Linked DNA regions of Mus musculus: all the other regions are linked to region 1. A link is a contact called in public Hi-C, HiChIP or PLAC-seq and promoter capture Hi-C data. All regions are on one chromosome and are shown on one strand. The core of a region is the stretch at or near the end of the contact, and the rest is flanking DNA. Distances in the headings are between cores, read along the strand shown. Region 1 holds the start of Usp36 (ubiquitin specific peptidase 36). Region 2 holds the start of Tmc6 (transmembrane channel-like gene family 6). Region 3 holds the start of Birc5 (baculoviral IAP repeat-containing 5). Region 4 holds the start of Tha1 (threonine aldolase 1). Region 5 has its middle 45 kb from the start of Socs3. Region 6 has its middle 22 kb from the start of Socs3. Region 7 overlaps Pgs1 (phosphatidylglycerophosphate synthase 1).

Region 1 (4,232 bases), core at 837-3,336:
TGCACACCGTTAATCCTCGCACTGGGGAGGCTAAGGCAGGTGGATCTCTGAGTTCCGGGCCAGCCTGGGCTACAGAATGAGTACCAGGACAGCCAAGGCTACATATGAAAACCCAGTCTCAAGAAAACTAAAACAAAAGGAAGGAAGGGAGGGAGGGAGGAAGGAAAGAAAGAAGAAAAGAAAGAAAGAATCCTTACAATATCTTTGCTGAATGAATCTGCCATCTGCCCAAATGGTCAGAGTTAAGTTTTCCATCTCTATTTAAATTATTCAATATGTAATCTGGGATCTGGACCTAAAAGAGATTTACAAGTGTCAAGTATGCACAATGCACAAGCCTACCTTGTCTATGAGTTAATAAGACCTTCTTCTGTTTGAGGCTGGCTCTTCCCTGGGCATTGGCCACATCCAGTTGCATGTAAAAGTATGTTCTTTACAGATCTCGAAGTGTGCAGAGTGATTTCTCACTGAGAAGGGATTACATTTCTATAACACCACTGCACTAGGGGGTTGGGGGGCATCTGGGGATTGCATTTATTTATTTATTTATTTATTTATTTATTTTGAGACAGGGCTTCTCTGTGTATCCTTGGCTCTCTGGAACTCACTCTGTAGACCAGGCTGGCCTTGAATTTAGAGATCTGCCTGCCTCTGCCTCCTGAGTGGGATTAAAGGTGTGTGCCACTATCGCCCAGCCTGGGGACTAAATTTATTACCTGCCAACTGAGCTACTGACTCTGAATTTTATTTTATTTTTTTGTCCCCACAGATCAAGCCTCCAAGTAAGAGAAATTTGCAAAGTAACAGGCTAATTAGAACAACATCTGGATTAAAAACCTAGGTCTTATGCCAGGTGCCAGCTCCCACACAGGAAGCGTGCTAAAACAGTGAATTTCCCAGGAACTGTATCAGGCTCGGGACAGCAAAAGCAGTAATTCATTGTAGCCAGCCTAGAACAGTGGGTTTATAGAGCCAGCTCCAGCCAGACACAAAGAGTGGTCAGAGAACAAAGAAGTCGGTCTAAATAAAGAGGGAGGATTCTGGGACTGGAACTCAATAGTTAATAGCCCCTACTTCTCTTACAGAGTACCAGAGTTTGGTTCCCAGCCCTCACACTGGGAGCTCACAACTTAGAGCTGCCTGTAATTCCAGTTCTAAGAGAGGATGAGACACCAGTGGCCTCCACAGGCACCTACACTCAGATATTCTTCCCCTATACGTATGTAATTCAAAATCTTTTTAAAACTAAGAGAACTTTTTTTTTCTAATTTAGGTCATATGTGTCTGCCACATGTAGAGTTACATGAGATTTTGAACCACCACTGTATGGGTGCTGGGAAGTCCTTGGAAAGAACGACAAGCCATCTTAACCTCTGAGCCATCTTTCTAGCTCTAAAAGGGACATTGGTATAGGCTAACAGGATTTGGTCTTTGCCATTACTACCCCATCAGCCCCCACTCCCACCCCCTTTTTTAAAGACAAGGTTCTGCTACGTGGTCCAGAAGACATTCTCCAATGATCCTCCAGCCTTGGCCACTTAAGTTAAGCGGTGGAGTGGCTATAGCCAGCATCTCAAGGATCCCAGAGATGACGTTTAAGTTCTGATCATCCCCCACCCCCTCCACTCCTCAGAGTTGCAGAAACTGCTTTCTTGTGCCACAGCGCCTGTTTCATGCAGTGATGGATGGAACCCAGGGCCTCATTCCATGCCCGGCTTGCTAGGGTTTTTTTTGTTTTTTTGTTTTTTTTCAAAAGGACGCCTGCAGGTAAGAACTAACGAACGGTGAATCTTCAAAGCCTCGGTGGCTTGCACTGAACGTGAGCCCTGAGCTCCTCGCCGCAGCACACTGGGCCTGCGCACTGGCAATGTCAGGCACGCAAGCGGAAGTGACGCCACTCGCGTACACCGCGGGAACCACGCCAAGCCGCAGCAGGGTCTCTGGACTCCGGGACGCTTCCGGAGCTTTTAGCTCTACGCGCTTGCGTCATCGCGTAGACTGGCAGGCCTGCGGGGCGGAGGGGTGACGTGTGCGTCGCGAATAGCAGAGAAGGGAGGGTCCAGGGAGACAAGTCGCCGTTAGCTCCGCCTCTTAAGGCGAACGTGCCCTTCACGCGGACTCAGGGAGCACATTGCAGTGCGGCTCCTTTAAACGTCGTGGTGACACGTGTGTGAGGCTCTGGAGGCCCGGATGGTGCGCATGCTGGCCCGGCCCGGATCGGACGCTGGTGCTGCGCGGGCCTTCCGCGGGTTCCCGAGAGGCCTAGGAGGTCGAGGTCGGGCGCGGCGGAGCGCAGGAGCTTCCGCGGGGCTTGGGACGAGGAGGGTGCGCGTTCTACCCGCGGGTTTTGGGGACTCCAGCGAAGGCTGACAGGTGCGTGCGTGGCCGGCGAGGGCACCGGGGAACGCAGAAAGAACATCGGACGCAAGGGACAGGGATCGCCGGGAAGGACAGGGCGTGAGAGGGGCGTAGGGCAACACTGGAGAAGGTTGGGGTGCGAGGGACTTGGAGGAACAAGGGATGCCAGGGACTCCGAGGAAGGGACAGGTGATGTGAGGGGTGCCTGTAAACCCTAGCGTAGCCAGGGAATTGCATCAGTCTTCATCCCAGGGAGCTTCTGGAACGTGAGGTCGCTGGGATCGCGGTTGTTCTCTCAGAGCGGGTTTTCCTTTGAAGGTTCCCGGAGCTGGAAATCTTAGGGTGGAGGTATAGCTGTAGTCCATTTTATAGACTAGGGCAGGGTCAGATCCTTAACACGGATCCACACCGAAATGTAATAGCAGGATAGCATTCTAACCAAAATGCCCATTGCTTATGGTGTGTGATTGTGTGTGCGCGCGCGAGCCTGCCTGCGTCTGTGGCGTGACCCTTGGTGATGGAGATGGTGGAATAGCATCCTAAGACAGGGAGGCACCTTGGATGCCTGAGGATGCCAAAGAGCATGTAGTTCAACTGTTCCCTGACTTGGAATGCTCTGCGGTGGGATGCCTTGGAGGCCCCAGCTCTGTCTTCGCCAGCATGTAAGTGACCCTGAGAATCTGACTTGAGTATTTCTTGGAAAACAGCTTAAAGAGCTGAAGGAAATGCTTTGTTTAAATGACATCTGTCAGAAGGGAGGAGCCAGGCTTGAGTTCCGAATTAGATATGTAAATTGGGCGTGCAGAGTATCCTAGTCCTTGAGAGACCTGGGTCGAGGAAGCATCCCGGTTGGCCTGAGAGTCACACGTGCTGCGTGTGCATGTTAGAGGGTTTGCTGGGAACTACACGAACATTTTTCTCGCTCCTACATCACATAGCCGTATCTTCCAGGTAGAATGATAGACACTTTTTTCCTGCTATAGCTTCAAAAATGATCTTGGCTGAGTAGCCTGCCTTGGTCCTAAGGCCCTTGTGGCAAATGCCTTTGGGTTAGTGTTCCCATTTGCTCATCCCTGAACCATGTTGGGCCAGGACAAAGTTCTCACCTCCCCGTAGGGAGGCATGTGTGGTTTTGAAAATGATGTTTGTGTGGTGGGGATTTTCAGAAGCCAGGCCACCTCCCATCTGCATTCTGTTGGGGGTGGGGGCGTTGGTTAGATGGAGTTCTGAGGCATTCTGCAAGGCAACCTGGGAATGAAGAGGTGAACCAAGATTGGTCAGGCAGTTGTCTTAAGCCCTTGATGGTGGCATTGTGCTGATTGTACCATCCTTTGCATCTGTGTGTGTTTGAATGGACGGAAAACACTTAACTTTTTGGGGCCAGCCGGGAGTGATGGGGCCAGCCGGGAGTGGTGGTGCACACCTTTAATCCCAGCACTCGGGAGGAAGAGGCAGGCGGACTTCTGAGTTCCAGGACAGCCAGGGCTACACAGAGAAACCCTGTCTCGAAAAACCAAAAAAGAAAAAGAAAAAGAAAAAAAAAAACCTTTATGGGGCCAAGTTGACGGTGGTGGGAATTGAAGAAAATGTTTATAGTTAGAAAATTAGGATTTCACATATTTAAAAAAAAAAAACAAACAAAAAACACCTTCCTGGTTAATGAAAGGGGGGAAAAAGTTTGAGGTTTTTACCTATTCTTCTCCACTTGTAACTTTGGACATGTTATTCAGATTGAAGTTGCCCTGTGTGTATGTATGTGTGTGTGTGTGTGTGTGTGTGTGTGTGTTTGTGTATAGTGTGAGGATTGTGATGTAGAACAGAGGGTGGTGTGTTCACGTCATAACTACAGTGATCTGTGAGCACTGTGTCCTCTG
Region 2 (4,232 bases), core at 1,252-3,751, 510 kb after region 1:
TGCTCCCACAGCTCCTCCGAGGCCGCCTGGGATTCAGGCCTTCGTGGGGCTGGTCCTGACTGCACCGACCACTGGCGAAACATCCCAGTGGGCGCGCGGGACAGACAGGCAAGATCCTTGCTCGCAGGAGCTCCACCTTGGCCCTGCCAGTGTCCACAGTGAAAAGAAGCCTGCTGTGGTCGAAGCCGGGGCTGCCCCACTCCACCTCTCAAACAGACCCACTGACCAAGGCCTTAGTCTTCAACTGCCAAGCACGGTGAAAGGCCTCCAGGATATGAGGAGAGAGAAGCCGCGGGCAAAGGCTGTCTGTCCTAAACCTTACCTTACGCTTTAGAAAAACACAATCTTTTCCCATGTGCTGATTGGCTTTTGGGAGGTCACTCCTGTCCCGAACCCCCGACAGCTCCTAGAATTTAGCTTCCTGCAACACCCCAGCTCTGGATGTACTAGGGCTCCGTTCTCTCTGTGTGTGTTTGTTTTGTTTTTTTGAGACAGGGTTTCTCTGTGTAGCCCTGGCTGTCCTAGAATTCACTCTGTAGACCAGGCTGGCCTTGAACTCAGAAATCTGCTTGTCTCTGACTCCCAAGTGCTGGGATTAAAGGCGAGCACCGTCACTGCCCGCCCCATTCTGTGTGTTTTGTCCAGGCTGGGTCTGCTCTGGTCTTCTCAAGGGACCCAGAATAGAAGGCGTGGCTACATCCCCAATCATGAGAAAAGAAAAGACACCCCCCCCCCCAAACCATCCGGAAGGAAGCAATAGCCCTGGCCTTCTTCCCCCTCTCACCGTCCTTATTGTCACAAGGCAAGCAGCTCACAAAGAGGCAAGGGACCAAGCTCCCCGAAGAGCCCCCTCCTAAGACCAGCTCTTGACACACCAGGCAGGGTGGTGAGGGAGTGGGGTGGGGGTCACGTGACAGGAACCCCGGGGGTGGGGGCCCACCGCGTCTCCTCCCCTCCACCCACTCCCGCCTTCCTTCCTCACAGTTTCCTCTGCCTCTGCGTGCACTTCCCGACCTGGAGGGTCACGGGCACAGGTGAGAGGCGCGGGTGGCACCAGGCCGACCTGCTTTTCTGTGCTCCCACTCCTGCAAGCCCCCTTCCTGGCCGCCAGCCCTTAGGCGTGTCCTGGTGCGGGGACCCTTATCTGCGGTCCGCAGTCGCCCCAGAGAGCAGGCTAGTGATGGGTGGATGGTCTCAGCACTGGAGCTGCTGCCTCTCCGGATCCCTGGCGCTTTGTTCTTTGCTTTTTGTTCTATTTCAAGACAGGGTCTCACTGTGTAACTCTGATTGTCTTGGAATTCATCATGTAGAGCAGGCTGGCCTTGAACTCACAGAGACACTTGCCCAAGGCTGGGATTAAAGAAAGGCCTGTGTCACTATGACTGGCTGGCAGGTTATTTTTGAACTGACCGCCTTAAGGGCAGGCACTGCCCTCCCTGTTGCTATGCCCTGGCCAGGCTCTGGCACCAAGCCCAACCTAAGAGCTGAGGAAGCAGCTTCTTCAAGCACGTCACTCGTCATCCACTGACTAGACCTTTAGGAGTCATCTTGGCCAGTTCCCAGTTCTGGGAGCCCTAGCCTTTCCTCCCTGTTCACCTCTTTTAAAACCTTGTTGTCTCAGCTCTGGATTCTGAGTCTCCGCCTGTGTCCCTGCCCACAGGCTCTGTACTCCCAACAAGTTCACACAGGAAGGCGCCCCAGGAAATGGCTTTCAAATTGGGCCAAAGTCGTGCAAAATTCAGAGTAAGAGCAAGGAGTCAACTAGGGGCTGAGGAGGGCTGGGTCTGCAGACCAAGACTTCCGGTGCCAAGGCGCCGCTTGGTAAACCCACCCAGGCACGGAGAGACAGCTGCGAAGAAGCGTCGCCCTCCCCCCTCAGGCTTCATCTCCTTCCGGTATCCCACACGTTTCCTGGGGTCTGTTAACCTTCGTGTGTAGGAGGGGACTTGTTTTTCCCTTCTACTTCTCACGGTCACCGGTCACCCTGTCTGTAACTTGGGGGAAGCGGTTCTATGGAGCATCTTGGTGGCCAGGTTCCTTGCTCCAGCTGGTGACACCTGGAGGCTGGTGACACTTTCTCGGGTTCAATTTCCTCATCTGTGAAATAGAAAGGTCTTTGACTGTCTTGGCACAGCAGGAAGCAGTTTAACCCTAGCTTTAGAAACAGACACCACGCCCAGGGCGGAGCGGGCAGTAACTCGTTTGCTCAGCCTCTGATAAAGAACAGTTAACCAGGCTGGGAGGAGGCGATTACTCAATCCCGCGTGGGAAGGCTAGGGACTGGTAAGTGACCCCGGGACGTGGAAATGCCGTCCCTCTTTAGAAACTCAAGAGGAATATTAGTGACTCCACCTAGGGGTTGTATACATCCAAATAGTGGGTGGGACACGCCTACTTTACTCAGACTTGAGGGTGGAGTGCTGGGGTGGAGTCTGAGGCTGGCTTGCACAGGGCACTGTTTTGGATGGGCGGGTCCTACCGGTAGGCAGGAACGAGTCACGTGACCTTTGGGGCCCGGTGCCACGTGGGCGGGCGGTGAGGCTACCTCCAGCTGCCAGTCTGGAAACCATCAAAACTATGTACCCTTAATTACTGTGTGCTGATTCTCCTGCTGGTGGGGCTGAGACCTCGGTTCCCCGCGGCGGGTGCGCGCACAGGTGAGCCAATCTGGGGAGAATGGGGCTCCTCTACCCAGAGGGGCGCTGGGACCCTGGTGCTGGGGCGCAACTGCGGTGTAGGGGCGGTTGCTATCGCCAGGTAGTTGACAGCTTGGGTGCGGGTTTCTGGAAACTGCCGCTCCCGGCCTCTCCCCATCTGGCTCAGGGTGCAGGATGGTGCGCCCCGGAACAGCGCACACCTGGCTGGTCCCAGGAGGACCTGAAGATCAGGAACCCAGGCAGATCCGGAGCCCCGGCCCGTAGCCTCCGGAGCACCCAGACTACTGAGGAGAAGAGGTGTGGGCCCGCCCGGGGCCTTGAGCCTGAGAAGTACTGTGGCCAGGGAAAGGACCCTGGAACTAAAAGGGCACCACCTCTCCTGGCTGCTTTCCACCCGGGCGGTGCCACCTCCCGCCGGCTCCAGCCTGGCCTCTCCCTGCAGTGCTCCACTGCAGCGCAGGCGGGGGCGTGCCGGGTGCCAGTCCGGGTTGCGTGGGGCTCTTGGCCGTCGGGGGAGCTCCAGAAAACTTCCCTAGGCGAAGGCAGGGAGGACCGGCGGACATGGCGGGGCGGGGGCTTGCCTTCTGGAGGGCGATCTTGCAGGAGTCAAGTGATTGACTGCTCTTTCCGTCGCGCTTTCCCTCAGGGCCCTGGGCCAGGAGAACAATAAGCCCCTAACAACGATCTGGTTGTAACTGTGCCCGGTGACAGAGCTGGACAAAGGGTGCTTGTGTCAGCTCAGCTTCTCTCTCCAGCCTTCAGCTGAGTTGGGAATGTAGGGAGTCAGCCTCCGGAGGACGCGAGGAGTCCAGTGTGTGGACGCTGCCTCCGGTGCTGGGGGCAGGACTTTGCGGCTGCCTGGTCGCACTTCCTGCTGGTGAAAGCACATTGGGGTCATAGGGCGGGCACAGGGAAGTCCTCGGAGCCTTTCAGCCGCTGCTCTAAAAATGATGAAGCTCTAGGGCCCTCGCCTGGGAACAGACCAGAAACGGGTAGTGTTTACAGGCCTCTCCTTTTTCCCCCAGTACTAGCAACATCTAGGAAACCAATGGAGGAGCCGCGGCCTCACCCTTCCTTCCTGTTTTCGTCACTCCCCCACAGCCGGTCATGGTGGGAATGTTTGGGCCCACTTGTTTTAACTGTGAATTTAGCTGTGGATGGGGTACAGGGTGGGGATTCCTGTAATGTGTGTCTGTGCCTAAAGTATGGCCCCCAAGCATTGAAAGCTGGTTTTGTCTCAACAGATGGGCTGTATGGGGTTCCACAGGCTGCGTCCAGTCTCTGAGCTCCCCTAGGTCTGCAGGGTATAGCACAGCCATGGCTCAGTCACTGGCTTTAGCCCTCGATGTCCCGGAGACCACGGGAGACGAAGGGTAAGTGCCCTGGTGCCGGTGGCCTGCAATGTATTTGTGTTACCCCTTGGTGCAAATCATTCTGCAAGTGGGCGGGCCTGAGTTTGGATTCCCACACTCACTCCTCCCTCGTAGCCTGGAGCCCAGCCCCTATGAAGAAAGTGAAGTCCATGACTCCTTCCACCAGCTCATTCAAGAGCAAAGCCTTCGGGTGGCGGAGGAG
Region 3 (4,232 bases), core at 1,090-3,589, 440 kb after region 1:
AAACAAAAGAAATCCTAAGACATACCCAACATAAACATTTTTTTAAAATAAAATTCACTAAGCTTGTCAGCTTGAGTCCCATCCTAGGACTCTCATAGTAGAAAGACAGAAGAGACAGACAGATCCAATGTCTATAAATTGTCCCTCAACCTTCGCATGTATATTATACATACATGTACATATGCATACACACACACACACACAAGATTGTTTGAATTCCTCCAAAGACCTGCTAGAAATCATTCCACTTTACAGGAATGTTCATAAAGCTTTAGCACACGTCTACTCAGGGAACTCCGCTAACTCACACACGCCCGTGAGAGGACTTGTCCTGCATATGGTACGTCACAGCATTCAATGCAGGACTGCAGTTAGAACACAGCTTGTAAGCTCTAAAGACAGACAACATTAAGTCTTTTTTTTTTCTTTTTAAATTTTGCTTTGCATGTATGAGTGCTCTGTGTAGATGTGTCCCATGTGTGCTGAGTGTCCTCAGAAGCAAGAAGGGGGCCTCAGATCCTCCGGGACTGGAGTTGTAATTGATTGTGAGCCACCAGGTGGGTGCTGGGAACCAAACCTGGGTCTTCTGTAAAAGCAACAAGTGGTCTTAACCTCTGAGCCAGCTCTCAGCCTTTTTTTTTTTTTTAATTTTTTTTTTTTTTTTAGATTTTTAAAAAGACCTTAAAAAGTCACTAAGCTACTGATTTTTGCAGTAGATGGATTATATTTCAATAGACCTGTTTTTAATGAATCATAGTCCAGGATTATAAATTATTTCTCTGCTGGTTAAATGAACCAATTCAAGCCAGATTAGATGTTATGAAATGCAGGTTTATTGGAAAGCTGCTCCCAGGTGAATTCACTGGGCTCAAGGACTGAGGCCAGGGGAGTCACCATGGGAAGGTGAGAGAAAGAACACATGTAGAGAGAGAAGAAGAGAAGTCCAAAATGCCTGGATTATATAGGGTGGAGCCTCTGGGGGGAAGGGCTGCCCAGTTCCTGGGCTGGAAGTTCAGAGTTGGGGGCAAAGTATGCCAGGGAGGGAGTGAGGGATGCTGGGAGAGCCTGGAGTCCAGGTCTGCTTTGATATGTAGAATAAGCACCTCAGTTCCTACTCCTGGGGTCTGAAACCAAACAGGGGCCACTGAAATGGCCCAGGTGAGGATGCTTGCTGCCAAACCTGCTCACCTGAGCTCAATTCCAGGGACCAACACAATAAGAGAGAAGTTATCCCCCCAAGCTGTCTTGACACCAACATCCACCATGACACCCACATCCAAACATACACAAATAGAAATATAAATTAAGTAATAATAACATATTTAAAAATTTGGTTGGGCAGTGGTGCTGCACGCCTTTAATCCCAGCACTTGGGAGGCAGAGGCAGGCGGATTTCTGAGTTCGAGGCCAGCCTGGTCTACAGAGTGAGTTCCAGGACAGCCAAGGCTGCACAGACAAACCCTGTTTTAAAACAAAAACAAAACACAACAAAAAAACCTCAGGCAAAACCATGCATGTTGGCAACACTCAGGAAACCAAGGCAGAAATTGAGAATTCAAGACTAGTCTGAGCTGTATAACTGGAACACTTGAGCAAGAAGCATGCTCTTCTACTAAATACAAATGGTTTGTCCCAACTCCAGTTCAACCCAAAAGGCTCTCAATGGAAGGGGAACACCAGGAAACCCACCGAGAGTAGCCTGTGGGACTTACATCGGGTTGTCATCGGGTTCCCAGCCTTCCAATTCCTTAAAGCAGAAAAAACACTGGGCCAAATCAGGCTCGTTCTCGGTAGGGCAGTGGATGAAGCCAGCCTCCGCCATCTGAAAATGACAGCTCGTGAGCGGGATCAACAGTCTGACCTTATCCCATGATTCCCAGAGATCGTTCCGGGCCGAGAACTGAGGACAGTGGGAAGAGGCCCGGAGGCTAACAGTGGTTCAGGCAGAGGGTGGGGAGAGCGGGGGGGGGGGGTGGCCTCGTGGAGGACAGAGCAGAGCAAAGCAGCCTGGCTAACAGTACGAAGCGAGGGTGGGGATAGCGGGTTCTGATCCCGGGTCACACAACTAAGGCACCGTCGGGCCCAGGGTGGAGTCGCTGGAAGCTGGGACTCACTCGCTCTGGGGTGCAGGCGCAGTCCTCCAGGAAGGGCCAGTTCTTGAAGGTGGCGATGCGGTAGTTCTTGAGGTACAGCTGCCAGATCTGGGGCAGCGCCGGAGCTCCCATGATGGCGTCACCACAACCTCCGCCAAGACGACTCAAACGCAGGATTCAAATCGCGCGGGCGGAGGCGCGCCGCAGAGCATGCCGGGAGAGCCCCGGCCCCACGCCCTCGCCCGCTGCCTTCTGGGAGTGGACGGCGCGAGGCGAGCCGGGAAAGTCCCGCCCCACGCCCATCTGCGCCTGGCCTTGTGGGCGTGGCGGGCGCAGGGCATGCTGGGAGTTGTACCTTCTGCTGCGGTTCCTTCTTGCTATTCTGACTCGAATCTTCCGCAGCTGCTCCCCAGAGGACACGGAGGGTGGCCGAGGGCGGTGGACGGGCCTGGGGCACCTCTTTAAAGCATGTCCGCTGCAAGTCCCATGTGCTCTGCAGGTTCTTCCTGCCTCAAGGTTTGCAGGATTTGGCCAGCTAGATATCGGAATGGAAGTGCCTCGGACCCACCCACAGGCTGGTGGAGGGGCGCCCTTAGGAAGACAGGAGACCCTCCTCCCTGCAGCAGCCGCCATCCTTCCTATAGACACCCTGGGATGGAGGCGGGGTCTGTATGTCCCAGCGCTGGAAAAGAAAGTCAATGGGTGTCTATTTCTGAGACCATCGGCCTGGCTCAGACCAAAGGGAAGCAGCCATACACCGCAAGAGAGTCCAGGAGCAGAAGAAAAATACTGCTTCCTGGGTGTGACTGTTGGCTGCTGAGCCTGCCTTGCTGCGGGCCCGTTTTCAGTGTCTCTGTTCCTGTCGGGCGGCCTGTGGTTGCAGTGGCTTCTAAAGAGCTTCACACTGCAGACAGCAGGCTGGGCATGCCCCGAACACAGCCCAGGTTGGCGTTGCAAACGAGTGCCCTGATAATTCGGTTTCCTTTTCAATAAATCTCAGTAGGCTTCCTGCCAGTGGGCCTCCAATGAGCTCCAGGCCACCTCACAGATTGTGAGGAAGAACAGATCATACCACATAGGCAGCTGGAACAAGAGGGGTTTTGTCACGTCCCGAAGAAACATGGATCAAGTATCAATTCCTGTGGCTCCCCCCAGCTCTTCTCACCCTGCCCCTATCCTAAACCTCACCAGTCCAGCGTTTGAGCTTCTCTTCCCTGTATAGACCAGCCATTTCTACAGCTTGCTCCCTTGGTCTGAAACTTTCCACTTCTCTCTTGGTCCTCTTCCCTCTCTCATCTCTTCCTCTCCTCTCTCATGGCCCGGTTCAGATAGGACTCTTCCCTGTAGTGAGAATTTGAGTTTCTCTAAAAGCCCAGTTATGTTTTATGAATGTGTTTTTGTTTTAATCCCAGGTGTGGAGTAAGAGGTGGCTTCCCAGCAAATAATTAGGGTTTGCCTTGCGCAAGGGTGTGATTTTTGCCAACTTCAGGAGAGCGTTTATTGTTTGGAATTCTGGGAAGTCTTTAGAGGGTATAAATGCCTTGAGCCCTGAGAGAGACAGGGGTGCTCTGAAGAGGCTGCTCCTCCCCCTGCTGTTCCCCGTGCTCCCACTGCTTGCTGCTGCTCCTGCTCCCCGACCCTGCTGCTGCTCCACCTGCTGCTCCTGGTTACTGTTGTTGCAGTTTGTCAAATATTCATAAGCAGAGACAAGAAGTTGGATATTCTAATGATGAAGAAGACTGGACAGGCCCCAAGGAGCCCAGTATCCCAAATCAACAGGAAGTAGCCTAAAGAGGTCTACGCCCCTTCCCCTCTAACCTCCTTTCTTTCCTAGCATTGGGAGGTTGGAAGGGAAGCAGAAGTGTGGTAGCGCAAAAACCAAGCAACACTCCCTAGTGCTACAATAATAGGTCGTCGTTACCGTGCCCAACTGGAGTCAAAAACAAAAGGAAAAAACCCTAGTCAGGGTCTAGTGTGGCCCAGGCTAGCCTTGAATTCATAAAACAACTTCTGATCCTCCTGCCTTCATCTCCCAAATGCTGGGATTATAGGCACACACCACCATGCCTGATTTAAACACAGGGCCTCATGCATGCTAGGTCAGCACTCTGCCAAAGAGCTATCGTTCCAGCCCAGCTC
Region 4 (4,232 bases), core at 1,125-3,624, 420 kb after region 1:
CTTGGCTGCTCCCAGCCCATCCACCCCCCTCCCATGGAGCCTTTGCCCCCGCCCCCCATTTCCCAGCAGAAGCCTGGAGCCAGACAATGAGATAAGGGTTTGTTTTCTAAGGACTGGAATTCGGGAATCAGGCAGAGCGTGTGGGTCAGGGCCAGAGCACCCTGCTCTGGTGAGGCAGGGGGCCTTTCTATTAGCTGGGGGTCCCAGGCCTGCCGCACTTGACTTCTGCATGCTTTTAGGATGGCTCTGCTAGGTGTTTGGGAGAGGAGAAAGAGTCCCTTAGAACTGGCTCTGCTCCTACAGGTGGCCTGGGGCTGCCCCTCCTCCCCACTTTCCTAGCCCCCTGGACTTCCAACGGGTACACCACCTCCTTGTGGCCCATGTTGTCTCCTATGCAAGTCAGTCTCTCCTCCTCCATTACCTGCTGTCAAAGACTGATGCTTCCTCCAGGAAGCCTGCCTGGCTGCTCCTTTCCAACATGCCACCCACAGACACGGCTAAAAGAAGGCAAATGACAGAGAGGAGGCACAGTCTGCATCCGAGAGACACCGCCGTGTTAGACCAGGGCCTCTGCTCCAACAAGCCCTGCTCAGAGCAACTTGCTCCCAATAGACACCGTAGACAGACAACTGGGACCCACACTTTGGAAACAGAAGCAGCTGAGCAGGGCTGAGTTCCCAACCTCCCTGTATGGGGAAAGGTCACCCCTTGGCCCTGGTAAGGCAGAGTGTATCCCACAATAGAAGAACCAAGTTCCAGGGCCTTGCAGTTCCAACGTCAGGATAAACAGCAGCACTTCCCACGAGCCAGGCTGGACAAGCGCAGCTTCTGATCCTCACCAGAGTTAGGGACCATGGCCACAAGTTGTCTGCTGACACACTATTGGGAGCGGGCAAATGCTATCTATGTTCCTTCTTTTTAATTTTAATTTTTTGAAACAGAGTCTCACTTTAGTACAGATTGGCCTGAAAGTCTCAAATATCCTCCCGCCTCCCCCAACCCCACCCCGCCCCAAAGGACTGAGATTACAGGCATGAGCCACCATGCCTGCCTTTTGCAGTACTGAGGAATCAATCTAAGGATCACATGCTTACTAGCTAGGTGCTCTGTCACAGGGCTCTTGGGCATGACTTCCATGGAAGCACCTTGTCTCTCCAAGCCAATGGTATAGGAAAAAGAAAGATTTCTAGATACCTCCAAAACTCCGTTTCCCATATGTCCTAGAGAGATGGCAGACACAAACCCATACAGTCTCTTGGAGACTCTGTAACTCTAGCTCCAGGTTGTCCAGCGCCCTCTTCTGGCCCCAGTAGGTAACTACACTCATGTGTATCTACTCCCCACCCCACACATATGATTTTTAAAGTTTTAAATCTCCCCCCCCCCCCATACAGGGTCTCTGTGTAGCCTTGATTGTCCTGGAACTCTGTGGACCAGGCTGGCCTCGAATTCAGAGATCCGCCTACCTCTGCCTCCCCAGTGCTGGAATTAAAGGTGTGTGCCACCACCTCCCAGCTTTAAATTCATTTAAAAGAAGAATTTGGGGAGAGGAGAGGGGAAGGGGAGGGGGAAGGAGGAGGAGGAGGGGAGAGGAGGGAGGGGGAATGTATCCCATTTGGTAGCATGCTTGCCTAGCACTTACAAAGCCCTAAATCTAGTTCCCAGCACAGCGTAAACTGGGCATGGTGGCACACACTTGAATTCCCAAGCAGGACGGTCAGATGTTCAAGGTCAACTAGGTTACCCAGTGAGTTCAGAACTAATTTTGTTGTTTGTTTGTTTGTTTTGAGACAAGGTTTCTCTGTGTAGCCCTGGCTGTCCTGGAACTCACTTTGTAAACCAGGCTGGCCTCGAACTCAGAAATCCGCCTGCCTCTGCCTCCCAAGTGCTGTGATTAAAGGCGTGCGCCACCACTGCCCGGCCAGAACTAATTTTTAAGGAGAAAAATTAAAAAGACTCCAGTGGTTGAAAGCTACTGTTTATGGGCAACACGGTACCATACTTGATTCCTGGACTTCACATCAGTGTCTGCAGCCTGTTTCCTCGGGTGTAAAATGAGGACCGTGAGGGACTGGAGAGGTGGCTCAGAGGCATGGAACTGATTATGAAGAGAACCTGAGTTCCATTCCCAAACACCCAGGTGTTTCCCAGAGTGGCTGAGACGCTTAATTAAGTTAAATCTGCAGTGCCACGAGCAGTACCATGTACACGCTAAAATCCCCGGACCTCAGCTTTGTTTCCCACTCAGCAAAGTAAGGAACTGTCATTCCAAAATCTCCTAGCCTTTGGAACAACGGAACACAAAAACTACAACTCTCAGCATGCTGCGGGGCTCGAATAATGTATAAAACTCCAGAGAGGACTACAATTCCCATAGTGCCCCGGGCTTGCCCAGTTCAGGTCCGCGCGGGGTCAGAAGAGTCCAGTTACACGGGTTCCCCGCTGGCACGGAAGAGACTGTCCTCCGCTCCTGCGGCCGAGAAAGACGAGTGCCACAGCCATGCTATGCAGCCTGTTCCGGGCCGCCATGCTACGCAGCCTGTTCCGGGCCACGGTCCCGGGGCTCAGGGTGCCCTGGGCTCAGTGGTCTAGGAATTGGGCGGGGGTCCCAGCCCACGTGGTGGACCTACGCAGCGACACGGTGACCCGGCCAGGGCCGGCCATGAGGCGCGCTATGGCCGAAGCGGTTGTAGGAGACGATGATTACGGCGAAGACCCTACGGTCCACGGTGAGCCCGGCGAACAGGCCCGGGGCAGGGGTCGTTGCGGTGACCCCGGGACGCTGTCCGTGGTTCTGACAGGACAGCACGGACGCAGAGGGGTGCCTCGCTGACATTTGAGGACGCTCAGTGGTGCACTCTGCGTTCTTGTTCCTTCTCGGAGAGATCCCTGGTAATGCAGACTCTTGAGCTCCACAATGGACTTGGGGAGCCAGAATCTGCATTTTAACAGGACCACCTGGTGATTTCTGCCCACTGTCACCCAATTGCCCAGATGGGTGTTGTCCAGACTTGGCAAAGCAAGACCCCGAGATGGGCAGAGAGGAGTTCAAGGACCCACATCAGGAACAGGGAAGAACCAGGGTTTGAGACAGGTCTTACTACAAGGAGGGCTAACTACTCTCCTTCATTCATTGGCTGACTTCACAAAGACAAAATCAATCCAGCAAAGAAAGTGCTCGCTGCTCCTTCACAGGGGGGGGGGGGGGGTGCAGAATTTCATATCTAGGGAGTGCAGCGCGTTAAGGAGACAGCAAACCAAAGCCCACCCGGGGTCAATAGTCACTGCTAAGGTGGACCTCTAGTGCTGCTGTGTGTGCACTAGAGATCCAGAGATACACCAGAGATCACACTTGACCTTTGTGGACCCAGGGGTGATTGGGGCTGATCTAGAATCTCTTGACAACAAGATATTACCAGGAACTTCAAAGATGCTGAGCTACACTGCTCTCAGCAGGCACCTGGTGTAAACAGGTCACCACATCAAGGCTGGGAGGTCCTGGCCTCGACAGGAGTCTGAGGAGGGTGAACCAGGGGCTGGGAGGAGGAGCGAGCAGAACTCATCCCCGACCGCACACAGGGCTCAGGGAGACACGGGTATGTGTCCTCTGGGGACAGAATCTAGATCACTTTAGCACTGAGCATTGTGTCACAGACAGGAGAGCCACCATGGCCTTTACCCAGGCCATCCACTCACCCGCCAGCTGCACTCTTTGTGCCCTGCCCGCTCCCCAGAGGCTCTTCTTCCGTGGTGATGTGCAGAGGAAGTCCACAGGGAAACCACAAGGCCTCACCTGCCGGGGCTTCTGGGAAAGGGAGAAAAACAGGTGTGAGGTCTGGGTGGGAAAGGGGCTTCAAACCACAAGGGAGTTTCGGTGGCCTGGGGCGGGGACTGTGGCTCAGGAGGACTGACAGAGGGGCCTCTGGCTGTGGCACGTGGTTACCAAGATCACAGACTCCAAGCCCCACCCACAGGACCATCATTTCTCATCCGAGCAAATGTACCTTTTCGGAGAGAAGTGCTTAAGATAAGGTCTTGCTGTATAGCTCAGGCGGCCCTCCAACTCAGTTATCCTCCTGCTTCAGCAGAGTACTGGAATCACAGGTCTATTCTATCAAACCCTGTAACAAGTACACACGAACTGTGTGCCACGGTACAGTGGCCCGAGGAATTGCTGATTCTTGCCCTTCCCCTGCCCCCCTCCCTTCTCAGAACTGCAGGAAAAGGCTGCA
Region 5 (4,232 bases), core at 487-2,986, 370 kb after region 1:
GAAGTTTATAATTATTATTATGATTATTATTTACATTTAGGGTGGGAGCATGTACATTCATACACTCAAGTGGAAGTCAGAGATCAGCTAGAGGGAGTCAGGTCTCTCCATGTAGGTTGTGGGGACAACAGGCTTGTGTGGGACATCAGGCAAGTGCCTTTACCTGCTGAGCCGCCTCACTGGCCTGGCATGGAGACTGTAGTTTGTAAACTGCAAACATATTATCTCACCTGAAGTCCAGGATCAAGAAACTGGCCAAGAGACTGAGTTTTCCTCTAAGACGGCCCCTCTTGGTACCGCCGTACTGGATCCAGCTCCCCCTCTGGCCTGGCCTGCTAAGCTAAGCACTCCAGCTTCTCTTCCACTGCTTTCTCCACACAGCTTAGCAATGGGCACATGACCAGAACGAGGCCAGCAGAACAGGCACCTTTTGTTAGTCTAGGTCTGGGACCAAAACCTAAGCAGCTCCATCCTGGGGCCATTCCTAGAGTTGGCTGGGGCCATCTTGTCACCACTGTGGAAAATCTGCCAGAGGGAAGAGGCATGGTAGAGGCTAGGGGTCAGGGGAGTGGAGAGACTTAGTTTTCCAGTACATCCTTGGCAAACCTGGACCCACTGTGCCTGAGGCTCAGGGATAATCCTGTGTTTTTGTCATGTGACCTGCTAGAACAACCCCTTTAATTGCTTAATCCAGTTTTAATTGGCTTTCACAGTGCTGAGAGAGAAAGCTAGGAGCTGGTCTTAGGCAACTCACCCAGGCTGGGTCTCAGAGGTATAGACAGGCAACAGCAGTGGTACCTGCACACAGCACGGCTGCAATACTTAATAGCCTAATGAATTAAGGTGCTAATTAGAGGCTGGCCCAGGGGAGCTTGATTGGGTGAGCTTGGTTGTTGTGGCAGAGGGAGTGTATGTGGGAGTTGGGTTAGAGTGGGGTGGCTCCATCAGACATGTAGATTCACTAATTCAGTGTGTGTCATCAAGGGACAATCTTAAGTCCATAGACAGCCAGCCTTAGTTGGGCTGATGGAGAGAAGCCCAGAGCATTTCATAGAACAGACATGGTTCGGGGCTGTGTAGGGAGAACCACCTTCCACTCCTGTGGACATATCTGAGGAACCTGTGTGAGCGTGGACCAAGCACCAAGCCAGTTGCCTAGTCACGGGACACTGCCATGGGGGTATAGTGCAGGCCCCTCTCTGAATATGCCATACCAAACAGGACTCCAGATTGGCTGATTGGAGATCTCTGCCACAGCCCGTTGATGGCGTGAGTTCCCAAGCTGTGTCTGCAGGGTGACAGAACACAAGGCCTTGAGGAAATGGGTGGAGATGGGCCCTTGACAAGGTGGTTGTGGAAGCGACTCCCCCTGTTGGGAGATCTACAGCAGCCACCCAAGGATGCCAGAGGCTCAGGGGGCCTCACCAGGTCAAGATACAACTTCCCCGTGGCATACTGACTTCAAGGTATCCCATGCTTGGCAGCTTCAAGTGGATATCACTACTTACTCCCTGGTGAGGTTTCTGTGGGCAGCTGATATCCAGTAGGCTGAGTTCATCAGAAGACCTGACTAGGACCTCAGGACCTGCTTCTGAGGTGGCTTGGTCCACACCACAGGCTGCAGGGGAATTGGGCAGGTCTCAGCTCCTCTTCCTTGGATTCCTCTGGGGGTGAGGACTGGGAACTGGCTGTGTAGCTGAGGTTGGACTGGAATTTCAGACTCTCCTGCATCCATCTCTCTGGTGCAGATTATAAGTGCTTTCTGAGTCACCGAGCTCATGCAGCACGGGGGATGGAGCCCAGGGCTTCATGCCTGCTAAGCAAACACTTCCCAGCCGTGCGACCTATTTATTTTAGCACAGTAAAAAAATTAAAATGGCCGGGCAGTGGTGGTGCACGCCTTTAATCCCAGCACTTGGGAGGCAGAGGCAAGCAGATTTCTGAGTTTGAGGCCAGCCTGGTCTACAAAGTGAGTTCCAGGACAGCCGGGGCTACACAGAGAAACCCTGTCTCAAAACAAACAAATAAACAAATTGAAATGGGGGCTGGAGAGATGGCTCAGAGGTTAAGAGCACTGACTGGCTGCTCTTCCAGAGGTCCTGAGTTCAAATCCCAGCAACCACATGGTGGCTCACAACCATCTGTGATGGGATCTGATGCCCTCTTCTGGTGTGTCTGAAGCAACAGGGTACTTATATGCCTAAAATAAATAAATATATCTTTTTTAAAAAATTGAAATGGATCAGCCAGGCATCAGCTGTAGTGCTTGTGGTGTGCCCGCCGGGACACAGAGAGCAGGTTGCTGAGACCCTGGTCTTTTCTCCTGATGTCCCCACAGACCCTGACCTGCACAGTGTAATTTCCATGGGGATAGATGCTAGGACACTAGATGCCAACACCAGGAACTTGAATTTAGTCTGTGACAGGTCCTTGAGGCACTTGCCCCTTGGAGTCTAGGCAGAGAACCAGATACCAACTGTCCCTGTCACAGTCCCACAGAGGACATCGCAGGCCCAGGCTGGCCGCAGAGAAGGCAGGGTGACTGAGACCTCTATGTTCTTCGACACAGGCCACCAACATGCTAGACCTGGCCCCGGTAGAGACACCTACTCGTGTGTATACACATGAACGCACATACATGCTTACACCGATGGCACGACACAGCACAGTACAACACAACACAACACAACACAGGGTTCCTCCCGACCCCTATGAGCTTTGATCTCTTCCTAGCTTTCCTCTTCAGCCCTGCCTACCCAGCTTCAGTGACCCAAACATGGGCACCGAGGCTCTGGGCAGGCCAGGCTGGGACCTGTCCCAGAGACTGCATGGAAACAGGAGACCAAAGAATGCAGTGGGCAGCTTGGCAGAGACACAGACAGAGCTGTCTGGTTTCCAGTAACTTGCCCGCCTTGCCTGACCTCGCCCACCGGTCCTAGCCTTGGCCAATAGATACTGGCCCCAGGCTCCAGCCCCCAGAAGCGCCTGGCTGAACTACGCGCACAGCTGCTGCAGGCCCTCAGGACACCGCCCTTGTCCCCAGTGGGTAGGACAGGGAACTGGATCCTTGTCCTCCCAGGGACATGCCGGGAAGGGGTATGTATCTTCGCCTTCCCTTCCTGGAAGCCCACTGGCTCCTGTCCCGAGGGGCCCAGCCCGCCTTCCCCGAGACCAATTCTCTTGGAAGCCTGAAGGGCCCTGGGAAGCTCTGCTGAGCTTACCTGACTCCAACTCCATGGCTGACTTGGACATGAGGCCTTCTCCTCTCCTTTCACTGCCCACTGAGGTGGAGGTGTGGTTCCTCATGGAGATACCCATGGCCAAAGTGTGCCCTGCCCCCATTCCACTCTAACTGAAGGAGTTTCAAGATGGGTCTCTGCTTGCCAGAGGAGACAAAAGCCAACAGATGGAACAGAACATCCTATAAACAGGTCAGGCCAGACCTGAGAAGGATGGGCTTGGAAGCCCTGGGGCCAGAAAAGTCTGGGGGGAGAGAAACAGCACCCATCTGTAGGGCTATTGTAAGGTGGGGCGGGGGTAAGGGAGACAGGTAGAGACAGAGTCAGCTGCAGGAAGGCGGGGAAGGGGCACCTGGAGCCGGGAGTAGCCTTGCCTTCAGTAGGGAGCAAACCCAGAAGCAACTAGTGTGAAGAGGAGCTGAGCCACAGGCCAGGGTGAATTGGGTCCTGGTCCTACTTCATTTCCTGCCTCTGAGAAGGTGTTTGGTTTGTCCTTATTCATTAAACAAGCCCATGAGGCTAGGCGGTTAGCTCATACCTATAAATCCCCGCATGAGGGAGGCAGAGTGGGTGATCTGGGAGTGTTCCAGGCTAGCTAGGAGTCAGACCCTTTCAGAAAGTCTGTGGTCCACTTGACAAAGCATCCTAAAGGCAGAGATGAGAAGAGACTCTGAAAGCTCTCCTGTCTGCCCCCAGGAGTCTGGGGTGGGAAGCTGTTAGCGTTGCTCTGTTGTTTCTACACATGGTTGTAGAGCAATATGTACATGTACGTGTATGTCTCTGTATTAAATCACACGAAACCATTTACTAATAGAAAATAATATGTGCAGTCCTGCTCACGTGCTGACCCCAGACACACCAGTTCCTGCGGATGAGATCAGAGTGGACTGGGGTGACAGCACCTGAAAGAGCAAGAACTCTTAGGACTCACTGGGCTCCTGGTCCAGAGGTCTTGGTCCTGTTTCCTCCTGTGACCCAGAATTTGATATGCGG
Region 6 (4,232 bases), core at 1,109-3,608, 340 kb after region 1:
CTCTTCCTAACTGTACCTGTCGTCCCCTCTATGTGTCGGTATTGTTTGATGCACAGTGCCCAGAGCCCACTTCCAATGTATGGTCCCCATATAAGTGATCCTGGATCCCTGGTCAGTCAGGATCCCAGGCACTCTCTGGGGCGACTCATTTCCATCAGAGGTTTGGAGTTGATTACACGTCTGCCACATCACTGGAAAGCAAGTGGCCACCCAAGAGTAAGACAAATGCATTCCAGAATATTAGAGACCGGTTATCCACACACAGTAGGCAGAAGCAGGTGGATCTCTGTGAGTTCAAGACCAGCCTGGTCTATAAGGAGAGTTCCCAGGACAGCCAGGGCTACACAAAAAACAACACAAATAAAATTCACTTTTTCAACTATTTTAGTTTATTAAGAGACAGGGAGGGTCTCATGTAACTTAGGCTAACCTTGAATTCACTAAGTAACTTCTGATCTTCCTGCCTCTACCTCCTCAGTACTGGGATTACACGCATGTGCAACCACACTTGGTTCATGCAGAGCTAGAAACAGAGCCCAGGGCCTTGTGCTTACTAGGCAAGCCCTACCCATGAGCCTAGCCCCTGCCCTCTGGCAAGTGCTTTCCATGGTCAAACAAAGTATTTTGCCCCATGCCCTTGGATGTCAACCTCAGGCAGCTGACCCTAGTTAGAATGTAGGCTCCACCAGCTCCAGGTGGTCATGCTACATTAGCAACCGGCCCTGTTTTGTCTTCTTTTTTTTTTTTTTTTTTTTTTTTTTTTAAAGATTTTTATTTATTTATTTATTATATGTAAGTACACTGTAGCTGTCTTCAGACACTCCAGAAGAGGGCGTCAGATCTCGTTACGGATGGTTGTGAGCCACCATGTGGTTGCTGGGATTTGAACTTTGGACCTTCGGAAGAGCAGTCGGGTGCTCTTACCCACTGAGCCATCTCACCAGCCCCCCTTGTTTTGTCTTCTGTGTGTATGTGTGTGTGTGTGTGTGTGTGTGTGTGTGTGTGTGTGCTCCCACACATATGCAGTGCCCACTGAGCCCAGGAGAGGGTGCCATCAGGGCCTCTAGACTGGAGTTACCCACAGTCATGAGTGCTATGTGGATGCTGGGAATCAGAAAATGAACATGTGCTAAACTAACATGGTTTTCCTGAGCAGGGAAACAAACAGAAGTTCTAGATGAGCTACAAGGGCAGTGGCTCAGTTGGTAGAGTGCTTACCTAGTATGCAGGACACCCTGGGTTTACCCTATGGTAAGTATGGTACTCTCAACTCTGTGCCCCATATGGTGGAGGGGGCGGAAGCAGCAGGGCGAGGATCAGAGTAGCCTAGACTATGTGGAGAATTTGAGGCCAGCTTGGGTTACGTAAAACCTATCTCAAAATAAAACATTTAATGTTGTCGTATATAGGTTAAAAAAAAAAAGTCTGGGTAAAGAGGGTGAAGACCTGGAATGGAGATCTCCTGGGAGGAGAAGGGGGTGGGGGAAGAGAGAGAGGAAGAGAGAGAGAGAGAGAGAGAGAGAGAGAGAGAGAGGAAGAAGAAGAAGGAGGAGGAGGAGGAGGAGGAAGAAGGAGGAGGAGGAGGAGGAGGAAGGAAGAAGGAAGAAGAAGAAGAAGAAGAAGAAGAAGAAGAAGAAGAAGAAGAAGAAGAAGAAGAAGAAGAAGAAGAAGAAGAAGAAGAAGAAGAAAAAGAAGAAGAAGAAGAAGAAGAAGAAGAAGAAGAAGAAGAAGAAGAAGAAGAAGAAGAAGAAGAAGAAGAAAAAGAAAGAGAGAGAGAGAGAGGGCGGGGAGAGAGAGAGAGATTGGAAAGTGTATTTTGAGGGAGTAGAAACCACTTTCTCCCCAGGGAGGGCCCTTTATCTCTGGGTGAGCCTACACAGGTGGCTGCGAACCCACAGGGTGCATCACCCTCCTTCTGAATAACCAACGTGCACCTTGAGCTTTGACTCATTCATCAATAAGGAATTAGCTTCCTCGAAGACTAGTCAGAGTCCTCCTTATCCACGATAGGGGGAATCAATGGGCCATTAATTACAGCGGAAGTTACCAGGGATGGGCAAGGTCCTGCAGGGGTGGGGCTGCGCAGGCGCAACGTGTCCCAGCTCTCTTAAAAGCTTGCACGTGTGTCAGCCCTATCTGGGTGGGGGGCAGCTAACAGTCCAGGGACACAACCTGAGAAGCTGATGGGTCCCTATCTCTGAGGCCAGAGCTTGGTTCTCATTGGCCCCCACTGGGCTACCATCTCCACAGGCTGGTTTCATTTCAAGATGGGCATTTTCAAAGACGCTACAGTGAGTAGAGTCTGGTCTGATTTCCAAGAGGGAAGGAATGAGAGGCCCACGGGGGAGGGGCTGGGAAATCTTACCCGGTCTCACTTCTGTTTTTCGGGTCATAAACACTGGCTGCCCACATCTCTCTGGCCTCATAACTTCCTCCAAAGAGCCATTTGCATGTGTCTCACTGAAATTCCGGATCATAGCTTTCCCCCAACTCCTCCTGAGGCCCCCAGAGGATCTCAGAACACCACTGGGGAACCAAAGGGTGGAGATGGGCAGTATATGACAGTGTCAACCGCCACAGCCTTCCCCAGAGTGATTCACTCTTATTCAACAGACAGGCCATTTTCCTAGAATGTTGCGACAGGGGTATTAGGGTTTTCCCAGAGATTTCCACGCTTGATTTCCCAACCCTGAGCCCCTCACATGGAACTGGGGGTGACCTCCCTTACTGTTAAGTGTGGGTACTTGCCCTATGAACTTGCTATCCAGTCCATTTGTTTCCCCATAAGCACAGATCAGCCTCCTGGGAGTGGACCTACTGTGTGCCCTGTTCCACACACCTTCAGCTCTTGTCCTGTGATTCTTTTTTCTCTCTCTTGATTTGACTTTGTTTAATGATGGATGACTGGAAATTACTAAGCCCTTATGAAGAAACAGGAAGACGGGAGTTTTATGTTTCTTAACGAAAAAGAAAACTATCCAGAGACATCCCTCCGATCTTTATGTTCATTCAGGGGGTTTTGTTTTGGTTTGGTTTTTTTGTTTTTTGTTTTTTCTTTTTGACTCTGTTTTTCCTTTTTGAGACAGCGTTTCCTTGTGTAGCTCAAATGGCCTGGAACTTTCGAAGTAGAGAAGTCTGACTTGTACCAACCTGTTCCTGCTCTGTCTCCCGATGCAATTCCGAGCGTGAGCCTTACATAGTGAGACCTTCCCTCACTTTGTTCTGTTTTGAAGCCAGGGTCTCTCTGTGTAACCCTGACTGGCCTGGAGCTCAAACCCAGTTAGTTGGTCTTGACCTCACAGATATCTGCCTGCCTCTGCCTACCACGTGCTAGAATCATTGGCTGAACTCCAATAGTTGGCTTCTTTTCCTTTCTTTCTCCCTTTCTTCCTTCCTTCCTCCCTCCCTTCCTTCCTCTTTGTTTATTAAAGTCAGGGTCTGGAGCTGAGGCTGACCTCCAACTGGCTGGGTAACTGAGCTCCTGCCTCTACTCTCTGGGGTGCAGGAATTACAGTTGTGTCCCTCCACACCCTATTTATCCCACTCTGGGACTCAGGACTCTGATGTTGGATAAGCTCTCTACCACATGAGCTGTGTTCCTGCCTCTCCTTCACTGCAAATCCGGTTTTTCAGCACCAGATCTGAGCGCTCTTAGGCCAAAGGGTCAAAGCCTTTGTCTTCCTGGCTCTTCTTGGTCTCCAATCTTCCTAGAGGTGCTTGGTAGGTCCTACTGTATCCATCCTGGGTCAGCTCCTAGAAGGCTAGTCATCACACCTTCCTAGCTGATACCTGAGTGGCCTCTGCTCCAGCTGCATTGTGCCCAGGACCTTCCAGAGAACCCTGGCATTCTGTGGTGTTCCCTGAAACCATGGCAGGAATCCCACTGAGGGGTCCCCTTTCATCCCCGGTGAGTCCCTGTGGGTGACAGCTCAGGAAAGAGAGACTGGAAGTTGGAAAACTTTTAGAGGGAATTCCCCCCACCCCCCAAAAAAGTACATGGAAGTCTGTTGTGTGTGTGTGTGTGTGTGTGTGTGTGGGAGGATAAAACAAAAACTATAGATCTTTAAAGGGAAAGTGGGAGAAGAGAAAACGAAGGGGGGAGTAGGGGGGATTACACAACCCAGACTATCAGAAAATGTCTTTGAGAAGAAAGAATCTATATATGAAGTACTGAACAAACCACTGATGGTCAGAGAGGAGAATGCAAGCTTCAGAATGATGGGAAGAGATAA
Region 7 (4,232 bases), core at 953-3,452, 300 kb after region 1:
GCCCACTGGACAGGAATCCAGGTTCCAGGAGTCAGCCACCGGCACAAGTGATTCCCCTGAGCCAGGAGTTTTACTAAGAAACCACATGCCCTAGGTAAAGGCTCTTGCTGCCAAGCAGACAACCTGAGTTCAATGCCCTGGAACTCACATGACAGAAGGAGAAAACTGACTATAGCAAGTTGGTGGCACTCACACATAGAACAGATACACACACACACACACACACACTCTCTCTAAGAAAAGGATTTTTTTTCCTGAAAGAAAAAAATACCACATGTCCCATTGAAAACTAAGCCTGAGAGCTTCGAGGCAGAGGCTGTCGGGCTCACTTAGGGAACCAAGACAAGCTCATGCAATTTCCACATTTACAGCTAGTTCCCCTAAGTCATCTCTTTCTAGATAGCATCTAGCACCCAGTTCTGATTACAGGAGAAGGAAGTGGTGCGAACAGACAAGCAGGTCTGAAGGACCTGCCAAAGGCCTCTCTCTCCTTTCCCTCGGAATGTCCAGAGAGTACAGAGAACAGGGCCTGCAGGCCAGCGGTCCCCCCACCCGACACCCAAGGCCTGGAAGCACACATTCCGAGGCCTAGAAGCATGTGGGGCCAACAGCACAAAGGCATCCTCAGCCTGCAGCCTGCGGACCAGGACAGCATCCTCTCACAAGTGCGCAGGCCACACCCACAGGATACCTGACTCTGGGTCAAGGTTCAGCCAACAGAATTAAGGCTTCCTGGAGATGTTGCAGACAAATTCCCTGAACTCAGGAATGACTGGAAAGCCAATAGGCAGGGTCCTATGGAGGGAGCACGAGTGTGAAAGGTGGAAGTGGGTCAGGCAGAGAAATAGGCTTCTTCCCATCATCCCAACGACCTACAGACTCAACCACCCCAGCACACAGCATGTACATGCTTCTCTGGGCCCCTGAATGGATGGCGAAGTCAGCCTGGTGTACATGAGTCCCAGGTAAAACAGTTTCCCCCTCAACACTCCTCCCCAGCATCAACTGGGTTCAGAATAGCCAAACTGCCACCCCACAGAAAGCACCTTGGGTGGCGCAGCAGGACCATTCATCTCACCAAGCATTTTGAGGCTCCAAGTACCTGTGGAAAGACACTGGCTTGCCTTGCCTATGGGTGAGCCATGGTGAGACCCAGCCTAGCTCCCCTATTCTTAGCGGAGAGACAACCCCAGAAGCACAGTGTTGTCTGCAATTCACCTCTGAAGCCACAGTCCCAGTGCTGCCACCACCCTCGGGAGACAGTAGGACTAAAACTCCTTCCCAGGGTAGGCAACAACACACCAAGGCTCACTCTGGATGAGTACATGAATTTACTCATGTACTCATGAATTACATGAGTGGCTTCCTGACAGAGCACAGGGGATGGGTCAGCATATGTGCTCCCCACAAGAAGGACACACCAGAAGCAGGGAAAATGATGTCCCCAAAGCCCCCTCTCTGCAGTCTTCGCCAGCCTATATACCTTACCCCTGCTCTAGGGCCATGTGCTGTAAGCAGCAGTCTTGCATACAGCAGGTGTTAAAGAGAGAATACTTGCTCAGGTGTGGGTCTTGTGACCCTCCCAGACCATCTATGAAGGATAGATGTGAAGAGACAAGCCCAGCTTAGATCTCTTTTCAAGTCCACACAGCTGAAAGACCAAGATGACAGTTGTTTGGCTCTGGGGATACAAACTGTAGGTCAACCTGCTCAGCTTTGGACAGTGCTGTGAAGCTGAAAGACTGCCTGCCCTACCAGAGAACCCTCAATGGCCAGGAATGCTGTGTCCTGCACATCGGCCTCAGGGTTCATTCCCTCTGGGAAACACACAGAGTTCCTGGCAAAGACTGATGGGATCCCAGTCAAATCTGTCCAAAAACACCCCCTGCCCTTCCCTCCAAGTCTTTAAAAGAAACTGTGGTATTTGGTCATCCCATTTTCAGAAACTACTTTTTCAGAAGAGTCCACCCTCCACTCCCCCACATTTACATATTTACACGTAAAGGTAACTGATGAGAAGATCAACAGTCATAGCTTCCTGAGAAGTCTGTACTTCCTGCAGCCCTGGCAGCAGAGGCCCTTCCTGACTTCTGCCGTCTGAGCCCAGGAAGGGAAGTGATGCTCTCGGTTACTCAACACTGTGGCCACTGGACTCCCCAGCAAGCACCGCTCCAGCTATACACTGACCACAAGCTAAAGGGAAGTCAGTGACACTGGGGACTGAAGAGCTGCCGGCTACTGAGGCACAGCAGGAACTAAGCATGACATGGACCATACCTGCCCCCGAGGGCTCCCGTCAGGCTGTCTCCTTTACTGACTTAAGTCAGTATTTACAGAGAGGATTAGATATGGAAGGAACTGAGTGGTTTAATCCCAGGCAGCTCTCCATCTGCTTAGCAGCATGTGCCCAGCTGGGCCCCACTCACACCAGCTAAGTCACACTCAGGGAAACTCAACAGCAACTTACCAAGCTACAACTAAAAGTCAATCAGCTGAGAATTCTGAGAAACTATTCCTTGGTTCCAGATTCTCTCTGCCACCTGCTCTCACTGCCCTAAATAATAAATCAGGAGGCGACTGAGGACTGAGGACTAGCTCAGTGGCAAAGTGCTTGTTCAGCATATGTAAGCGTCCTGTGTTCAAACCCAGGACAACCAGAAAACGTTGACAAACTCAGGGAAGCAGAGCACAGTGAATAGTACTTGAAATAAGAAGCACTTGAAGGCAAGTGGATCAGCTGTTCGCGTTTGAAGCTAGCCTGGGCTACATAAGACGATGTGTCAAAAACTAAAATAAGCCAAAGGACAGAGCTCTAATGAGTTGGGAAGGCCGAGCCCCCACATTAGAAATGGTCAAAGGAGAGTAACCCTGCAGTGGGAAAATTCCTCAGTAGAAGTTTCTCAGGATGTCCACTAACCCTCCAAAGTCACACCGTTCAAAGACCCTTCCCTCTATGGTTACTTGGTTCCCTCTCACAAGCCAGGAATTGGACCAGTGTCTCTGTCTCGCCGCCCCTCCCCCACAAAATAAGATTTTGTTATACATAGTTAATAAATAAATATTGCTTTAAAGGAAAGTCTACAGGCCACAAGAGGATACTTTCTTGTATGGCAAACAAATTCAAGATGAGGACAGAACCCCCTCTTTATACACTTCCCACTAAGTCTCACCTGCTCCAGTAAGGAGCCCATTTTGTGCATCACTAGGCGTGGGCTTCTGAGCACTGGGCACCTCCACCTGGCTGCAGCTCACAGGCCACAAATGACCTCATCATCATTCCCCAAACCTGTGGCTTTTACTCCGGTTCAGTCACCCGACGCCCTACCTCAGCAGCATCCCCAGTGCAGGACTAACTCTTCCCTCCCATTGCCCTGACATCACAGGAGCACCTCCACCACCAATCTCAGGCCTGCGCCATTCACAAACGAAATCACACAAGGACCTAGCGTTTGCCTCCAAGGTCTCTGGCCCAGGACACTGACTTGCTCCTAGCTCCTCTCCTACTTAGCAACACTCCATCAGCTGCTAGAAATGGTTCAAGCACTGCCCCCCCCCCACGCCTGCTCACATCACCCCCCCTTAAATGCCCACTCCCCCTTCTTCACTTTGCTTCATTCCAAACAGCTCTGGGCTCTGCCACTGGGAGCCTTCCATAATCTCAGAAGCCTCTCCTGGGTGTCACTATGACCTTCCACCCTACTTTCCTGGAACTGTCTGCTCATAGGCTGAAACACTTTAAAGGCAGGGCTGTGCCTTTATCTCGCCTAGAAGAGCAATGACCCATCCACACGAGGAATAAATGAACTGTCTAGTTCTCTCAATGACAGTGAGTCAGACACTTGCTTCAGAGAAAGCAACAGTATTTCAAGATCACTAATAAGAAACGATTTTCTCATTTAAGTCTCTATGGGCACCTCCTAGCCTGAGAGGAAACCACGCGGTGAAGAACCGCTCCTCCTGCTGGCCGCAAGGATTCACCAAGTCCCCGATGACTGAGTCAGACTGGCAAGCCAGAATCTAAAATAAGTTAAGCTCATGACTACACAGAGCTATTATCAATGAATCAGTGATCAGAGAATTACAAGAAACCACACCATTCGGGGAATGAGGAATTGGGAGGTGCAGTGGAACAATGGAGAAGAATCGAAAGCCAGCAGCTGACAGTCAGTGGCCACAACTGACATAAATAATGCCAAACACCAAGGCCCCGGAGAACCAGAAAAAGCTGCCAG

Evidence for each region. Promoter capture Hi-C pulls out the DNA fragments that hold promoters and counts their contacts. HiChIP or PLAC-seq counts read pairs in DNA pulled down with a chosen protein or histone mark. A called contact is a pair of places that touch in the nucleus more often than the background predicts.
Region 2: a Hi-C map of B cells shows a contact between it and region 1, with 11 read pairs. The contact joins the promoter of Tmc6 here to the promoter of Usp36 in region 1. A contact is called at or near these places in 2 of 484 Hi-C or Micro-C datasets (B cells and erythroblasts) and 1 of 115 datasets of contacts at active chromatin or transcription factors (large pre-B cells).
Region 3: a contact with region 1 is called in a promoter capture Hi-C map of liver, with 5 times the contacts expected there. The contact joins the promoter of Birc5 here to the promoter of Usp36 in region 1. A contact is called at or near these places in 7 of 39 promoter capture datasets (the HPC-7 cell line, the SN4741 cell line, hippocampal neurons and 3 more), 5 of 484 Hi-C or Micro-C datasets (CD4 T cells, embryonic stem cells, liver and 2 more), 10 of 115 datasets of contacts at active chromatin or transcription factors (acute myeloid leukemia, embryonic forebrain, embryonic stem cells and 5 more) and 1 of 9 other capture datasets (liver).
Region 4: a contact with region 1 is called in a RAD21 HiChIP or PLAC-seq map of pro-B cells, with 5 times the contacts expected there. The contact joins the promoter of Tha1 here to the promoter of Usp36 in region 1. A contact is called at or near these places in 3 of 39 promoter capture datasets (the C10 cell line, frontonasal cranial neural crest and liver), 2 of 15 datasets of contacts at CTCF or cohesin (large pre-B cells and pro-B cells), 11 of 484 Hi-C or Micro-C datasets (B cells, CD4 T cells, CD8 T cells and 4 more), 17 of 115 datasets of contacts at active chromatin or transcription factors (the 230-238 cell line, CD8 T cells, the SCID.adh cell line and 10 more) and 4 of 9 other capture datasets (embryonic stem cells, embryonic tail, embryonic trunk and 1 more).
Region 5: a contact with region 1 is called in a FOXA1 HiChIP or PLAC-seq map of pancreatic cancer cells. The contact joins the enhancer-like site here to the promoter of Usp36 in region 1. A contact is called at or near these places in 2 of 39 promoter capture datasets (the C10 cell line and pre-B cells) and 2 of 115 datasets of contacts at active chromatin or transcription factors (embryonic stem cells and pancreatic cancer cells).
Region 6: a contact with region 1 is called in a promoter capture Hi-C map of pre-B cells, with 2.1 times the contacts expected there. The contact joins the enhancer-like site here to the promoter of Usp36 in region 1. A contact is called at or near these places in 1 of 39 promoter capture datasets (pre-B cells), 1 of 115 datasets of contacts at active chromatin or transcription factors (large pre-B cells) and 1 of 9 other capture datasets (pancreatic islet).
Region 7: a contact with region 1 is called in an H3K27ac HiChIP or PLAC-seq map of microglia, with 5 times the contacts expected there. The contact joins the enhancer-like site here to the promoter of Usp36 in region 1. A contact is called at or near these places in 2 of 39 promoter capture datasets (pre-B cells and stem cell-derived epiblast-like cells), 3 of 115 datasets of contacts at active chromatin or transcription factors (extraembryonic endoderm stem cells, large pre-B cells and microglia) and 2 of 9 other capture datasets (adipose tissue and liver).

What each region holds. Positions count from the first base shown.
Region 1 is chr11:118,288,098-118,292,329 of GRCm38.p6, reverse strand. Usp36 (ubiquitin specific peptidase 36) reads left to right here and starts at 2,086. Exons shown (of 21, transcript NM_001033528.1): 1 at 2,086-2,373.
Region 2 is chr11:117,778,961-117,783,192 of GRCm38.p6, reverse strand. Tmc6 (transmembrane channel-like gene family 6) reads left to right here and starts at 2,501. Exons shown (of 20, transcript NM_145439.3): 1 at 2,501-2,657; 2 at 3,902-4,030; 3 at 4,145-4,232. The coding sequence starts at 3,975. It overlaps Tmc8 (transmembrane channel-like gene family 8), which reads right to left and starts at 896. Exons shown (of 16, transcript NM_181856.2): 1 at 785-896; 2 at 1-143. The coding sequence starts at 83. Gm11723 (a long non-coding RNA gene) reads left to right here. Exons shown (of 3, transcript XR_003949820.1): 3 at 1-538.
Region 3 is chr11:117,847,344-117,851,575 of GRCm38.p6, reverse strand. Birc5 (baculoviral IAP repeat-containing 5) reads right to left here and starts at 2,339. Exons shown (of 4, transcript NM_009689.2): 1 at 2,115-2,339; 2 at 1,713-1,822. The coding sequence starts at 2,225.
Region 4 is chr11:117,871,668-117,875,899 of GRCm38.p6, reverse strand. It overlaps Tha1 (threonine aldolase 1), which reads left to right and starts at 2,374. Exons shown (of 7, transcript NM_027919.4): 1 at 2,374-2,729; 2 at 4,213-4,232. The coding sequence starts at 2,501. Gm11725 (a long non-coding RNA gene) reads right to left here. Exons shown (of 3, transcript XR_001780380.2): 2 at 3,697-3,805.
Region 5 is chr11:117,922,200-117,926,431 of GRCm38.p6, reverse strand. No RefSeq gene overlaps it. Among named protein-coding and RNA genes, the nearest start is that of Socs3, 45 kb to the left of the region's middle. Within about 2 kb of position 1,736, at least 30 of the 459 cell types and tissues checked have an H3K27ac peak or open chromatin away from gene starts, as enhancers often do. A contact at or near this core is called in pancreatic cancer cells, where this site is marked.
Region 6 is chr11:117,944,962-117,949,193 of GRCm38.p6, reverse strand. No RefSeq gene overlaps it. Among named protein-coding and RNA genes, the nearest start is that of Socs3, 22 kb to the left of the region's middle. Within about 2 kb of position 2,358, at least 71 of the 459 cell types and tissues checked have an H3K27ac peak or open chromatin away from gene starts, as enhancers often do. A contact at or near this core is called in pre-B cells, where this site is marked.
Region 7 is chr11:117,989,846-117,994,077 of GRCm38.p6, reverse strand. The region is part of intron 1 of Pgs1 (phosphatidylglycerophosphate synthase 1); the gene reads right to left. Among named protein-coding and RNA genes, the nearest start is that of Pgs1, 5.1 kb to the right of the region's middle. Within about 2 kb of position 2,202, at least 155 of the 459 cell types and tissues checked have an H3K27ac peak or open chromatin away from gene starts, as enhancers often do. A contact at or near this core is called in adipose tissue and microglia, where this site is marked.